Regions from separate parts of the Mus musculus genome. Here region 1 is linked to region 2. Evidence: chromatin contacts called from public Hi-C data. All regions are on one chromosome and are shown on one strand. Each heading gives the region's core, a stretch centred on a gene start, on an enhancer-like site or on the middle of the called end of the contact. The rest is flanking DNA. Distances are from core to core; before and after follow the strand shown.

Evidence for each region. Hi-C and Micro-C count contacts between places; a contact is called where the count stands out from the background.
Region 1: a Hi-C map of bone marrow-derived macrophages shows a contact between it and region 2, with 17 read pairs. The contact joins two enhancer-like sites. A contact is called at or near these places in 1 of 484 Hi-C or Micro-C datasets (bone marrow-derived macrophages) and 1 of 9 other capture datasets (embryonic tail).

The regions. Positions count from the first base shown.
Region 1 is chr3:84,943,823-84,946,522 of GRCm38.p6, forward strand. All of the region lies in intron 4 of Fbxw7 (F-box and WD-40 domain protein 7), which reads left to right. Among named protein-coding and RNA genes, the nearest start is that of Gm40080, 67 kb to the left of the region's middle. Within about 2 kb of position 1,324, at least 23 of the 459 cell types and tissues checked have an H3K27ac peak or open chromatin away from gene starts, as enhancers often do. A contact at or near this core is called in bone marrow-derived macrophages, where this site is marked.
Region 2 is chr3:84,613,846-84,616,545 of GRCm38.p6, forward strand. Gm46836 (a long non-coding RNA gene) reads left to right here. Exons shown (of 3, transcript XR_001784062.1): 2 at 130-239; 3 at 2,041-2,325. Among named protein-coding and RNA genes, the nearest start is that of Gm46836, 11 kb to the left of the region's middle. Within about 2 kb of position 1,411, at least 34 of the 459 cell types and tissues checked have an H3K27ac peak or open chromatin away from gene starts, as enhancers often do. A contact at or near this core is called in bone marrow-derived macrophages, where this site is marked.

The sequences.
Region 1 (2,700 bases), core at 74-2,573, 330 kb after region 2:
TAGCTACATCTAATATGTGATTATTCTTCTTGTAAAATTCACACGTAGTGACTTGCAAACTTAAATTTGTGAAAATTTAGAATTTAGTTTTAAAATGTTCTAGCGTCCTTCTTGTCCAGATCCAGAGCAGGTCTCAGCTCCTCCACAGCATCTGCCCCTAGTCTGCCCTTCCGTTCTACGCCTTCGTGTGGAAAAGTCAATACCAGTGCAGAAAAATAATCCTTTGAAGTTAGGTATCTAAACAACATTTAAAGTTAATTTTTAGACATTTGGGGTCCCCAAGGTCTTACTGTTAGATATCTTTAGAGCATGTCTTATTTGTTTTAAAGTGAATAAACAAAAGGACTATAACAAAAGATTATGTGTAACTCTACTAATGGCATGTCTGTTTCCAGCAATATGCTTTTGTATTCAAATTGAGGAGATTCTAAAATCTCCTGAATAAGCAGGGGATCTTGTAAACATTATGCTGCTCATAATTCTTGCAATTTGTTAAATTATACACACTCAGTAACTGCTTTAAATGTAAAGTGGTGCTTTTGATATGACTATTTAGCACCTTTCTTTTTAAACATAATGGGGTGATCACTGGGTTCTTCCGTGCTCACTTGGACATTACATTAGATGCTTGAATACTTAAAAGAGCAAGTAAGAACTCTGATGTACATTCATAAAGAGTGTGGTGTTTTGTTTATTAGCGTACAACCAATGCAGAGTAGGTATTCAAGCGAAGTAAGTTTATATTCCCAGTCATTATAATGATTAGAGTTTCAAAAATATTTTTAACAGGTCAGTTAGGGCTGTGTAGTGTGACTCTGTCTCAAAAAAAAAAAAAGGAAATTGAATAAAATTATTTGTTATTTTAAATTTTATATAATTACTGAATTGGTGAAAAAGAAATGCCAGTTTCTAAAAGTTTAGTGTTTGAATCTGACTTTATGTATCTACCATCCAAATATTGTCACCTGAATACAGTTGTCAAAGTCAGTTGAGCAACACATAGCAAGTCAGAGAGTTCTAGGGCTGATCTGATGACTCCATGTCAACCAGGCCAGAGCAAGTGCACTTTTGTTGAAGGTCTCCTTTAACTTGGAGGCTCTGCAGTTATGCTCTGTGTTCTTTTATGGTCACAGAGAATAGTTCACGATGAAATGTCCTTTCAGCTCCAATAACTGAAACTAAGTGCATCTTTTATTGTAGTAGACATTTGCTAAAACAAATACTGGCAATACCATAATAGTCATTGGTCATCTGAGCCCAGTCGCTCTTTTAAAAAGTAAATTATCAAATGCAGAAGTCAGATGAGAATGTAGAAAACAGAAGAGCAGTGAGATAAGGGCTGTAATGGTGGACCGGAAGTGAGTTAGCAGAACCTCAAATGGTGCTTTACAAGTGGTGCACAGCATTTAGGGATTGGGGGTTACCTGCTCTTCAGTTCTCTTCTTGGTCCAAGTTTAGTGGTCTTTGAAATAGGGGGTTGATTGAGAGCTGGTTTCAGGGTGTGGTAAATCATGACAGGATGAAGGGGTAAATAATATATATGTTGAAAACAAGGCAAATACTGTTTATACTTTTTACCATGTCTCTTCATGTGGGTATGTGCACATGTGCCTGCAGATGAATAGAGGCCAGAAGTCAACATTGGGCATAGTGCCTTATAGCTTTCCATCTTAAATTTTGAGACTCAGTCTCTCACTTAGTCTGATGCTGATTTGGCTAGGCACTCTGGGCAGCAAGCCCTGGGGTCTTCCTCTCTTCACCCTCTTCCCCCAACACTAGAGTTACAGATAGGCACAGTCTACTTTGCCTGACTCCTATGTAGGTGTTGGTGATCCAATCTCAGGCCAATGCTTGCATAGCAGAGACCTAATTGTATCTCTTATTTCAAAAAGTAATGATTGCTTTGTGAATGATCTTCAACTTTACAATGCTGAGAATACACGGAAGAATATGGGCAGACAGTATACAGGGAAATTGTGTTAATCATTCCATTTTAGAAGCCTTTTAATGATTCACAACTTTCAAACTCTTGATAGTGGTCTGCAAGATCCTTAGTGTTCTGATCTTGACCTTTTACCATTGCTTCAGCCTAGACAAACTTGTCCTATCCTTGCTGAACCTGAACCTGGGCTGAAAAGTTGTCTCCTAGGTGCTACCATTCCAGATTCCTCTATCCTTGTAACTGCTCACTTGTTTCATAGCACCCCGCTCTGTGTCTTAGCGCTGATAGGAGCTTCCTGTGTTTGTTTCCTAGTACACTGCTCAGGCATACACAAATGAGTGCTCAAAATGCATCAAGCTTGTTTATTTATTGACAGGTGAGGAAAGAAGGGGAAAGCTTACAGAGCAATTTAGACTGCCACCATTAACATTTTTATATTTAGGTTTTTCTTCTCTCTTCCTAAAGGGGCCATTATTGAACTTCAAAGTAGTCCTCCTCCAGTTTGATATGTAATGAACAGTAGTGTGGTACGTGTTTTAGAAAGAAAGGTTTGGAGGTGTAAACGGGAGAGAGGCATGGGGTTAAGGGCTGATGGTAGAACAGGATGAAAAAATTCAAAACAAACTGAGTTTATGAATAGTAAGGGTCCTGTTAGTGGAAATCAATTAGTCATGTTCCCCCTCTGCTTCCCTGAGATACATTGAGGAGTATAACATTTTAATAATGGTTGGGAAATTTCTCTGGACTGTTCCCCCACT
Region 2 (2,700 bases), core at 161-2,660:
CCAGGGCTACACAGAGAAATTCTGTATTGAGAAAACAAAACAAAAACAAAAACTTCTGATTTTTGGAATCATCAAACACCTTGTGCCTTTAATTCTTGTCTTGTCTTGGCTTTTTTTTTTTTTTTCCAGATGTGAAGATGCTGTCAGCTGGAGAAGCTGTTTGTTTTTCACTCTTGGCATTAAGAACCCATGCTGAGCAGGCTCTGGTATCCACCACTGTGCCACATCCCCCGTCTCTAGTAAGGATTTCTAAAAATTGCAGTGCATGCCCAGGGGCTCCTTCTCTGAATGGTCCATTGATTTGATAAATAATGACCACATCTGAATGAGCACATAGAGGCTGTGATCCAGACACTCAGACTGCCACTTTTCTGGAACCAAGTTACATTTTTAGCCTTTGCTAATTTAATGAGCTATGCATATTCTAGAGCTGGGTGTTTGTGTGTTTGCCTGAATGTATATGCACTTTGTGTATGCAATGCCCAAGAGCAGAAAAGGGAGCTAGATCCAGTGGTCCTGGAGCTACATACATAGCTGTGGATGTGGTGCTGGGAACTGAATCCTAGCCCCCTGCAAGATGACCAAGTGCACCTAACTGCTAAACCATCTCTCTAGCACCAGCATACTTATCATACTTTTTTGTTTGTTTGTTTGTTTGTTTGTTTGTTTTCAAGACAGGGTTTCTCTGTGTAGAGCTGGATGTCCTGGAATTTACTCTATATACCAGGCTGACCTTGAACTCACAGAGATCCACCTGCCCCTGCCTCCAGAGGGCTGGGATTAATGACTTGTGGCATCACCACCCAGCCAGCATACTTGCTTTTTGTTGTTGTTGTTGTTTTTGTTTGTTTGTTTGTTTGTTTGTTTTTGGCTGTAGCACTAAGATTAGAAATGCAAACTTGGCATTCAAGAAGCTTGGGTTCCAGTTGTATTTTCCTTCCTCCTCAGCTGCAGTCAACCTGGATAATTAACTGATTGCTACTTTTGGCCTCTTTATACAATTGAGATAATAACTGTTGTTACCTTTGGGATAAATAGGCCAGTAGTAAGCTGGCTTGGTATGGAACAAGTGCTCAGAATTAGTTTGTCAGGCTGAGGGAACCTCTCAGACTTTCAAATGGGTCCATTCTAGTTAGCTATAATTGACAACTTAACACAGGCTGGAGTCATCTGAGAAAGGACTCTCAAGGGAGCAATTACCTAGATTAGATAGGCCGGTGGTCATGTCTGGGAGTAGGGGGTTGTCTTGGTTGTTAATTGATGTAGAAGGGCCAAACCCACTATGGGCAGCACCATTCCCTAGGCCAGTGCTGCCAGGCTGAATAAGAAAGTTAATTATGCATGAGCCTGTTAGTGAGCTGAGCATTCCTGTGGTTTCTGCATCAGGTTCCTGTAAGAGTTTTTGCCCTGACTTCCCTAAATGATGAACCTGTGTGTTGAAATAAGTAGTTTCTTCCCCTAAGTTGCTTTTGGGCAGAGAGTTTTATCACAGCCACAGAAAGGAAGCAGAACATGGCGCCTCTTAGATTTATCACTCAGAGAAACTTGTTATTTTAGTATTTTATCAACCTTCTAGTCTGTAGTTTTTTTCTTGTCCTCCTCCTCTACAAACTATTCTCTTGGGAAGGTATGCCTCCCTCCTTGTTTATGCTGGCTGCCCTTCTCAGAGTTCATCTCCATTACATCTTCCTGGCAGGGAAGCGACCTGGAATTGTTTGAGTGTGAGCTTCCCAAAGGCAAGGTGACTGAATAATGCATTAAGGCACCTGGCAATGCATATTGGCTCTAGCTTTGCAGTGACTCCGGTGAAGGGAATTTTCCTTTGTAGGCTGAGCATCAGTTAGAGACCTCTCCCTAACACTAGGGGTCACTGTTAAAGCAGTATTTCAAAAGCAGGCAGCTTTCCCCAGCAATATAAATTTCAAGAAAGTCCTTCAGTGCACAGATATTCTTTGTGGAGTTTGAGGGCAGCAGCTGAGGTTTTTGTCGAGCTCCTAAATTGGAATTCACTTCTAATCTCTTCTTGTTTCTCGCCTCTAGAAAACAATTCCATTTTCCCGGAGGCAGCGAGGCATCTATCTGAGAGGATTCGGAGTCCAAAAGCTTGCTCTGGCCTGAGCTGCTGACTGCAGACCCACCTCTCCAACTGTGAACCCCCAACACCAAACCCTGCTGTGTTCCTGACCCGTTAATCCTTTCCTAGGGAACCCGCTATTCTGAACATGTTAAATCAGAACCCTCTGCCCTCCACGTTCATACCTCAAACCCCCTGCTTTTCACCTTCTTCCTGGAGATGACCTGAAACACCAAGGCCTGTTAGTTTTACTCCCTAGTATTTTCTGAGTCTGTCTTCTTCCAGAAAGTTGAATGATAGTACTCACTTCATAGGACTGTGGAGATGAGACCACAGACTACAGACCCCTGCCTTCTCCTGCTCACCTGTATCTCTTAGCCTCACAACCTTCTTTTAAAATCGCCTTTTGATTGTTCTAATGCCCATCTCACCCCTACTGTCTCTAACCTTAACCCTTCCTTGAGTTTTATCAGTTTTGAGTTATGCATCAACGATCCTCCCAGTGCCTCAGCCTCCCCTCCAGTGTTCCTGTCTTCACCCTGACCTCAGTCTCTTACTCCTGTAGTCATAGCTAGGGCAGTCTAAAGGAACTTCCTGAGTGAGGCAAATGTCTTTAGCCATTTAGG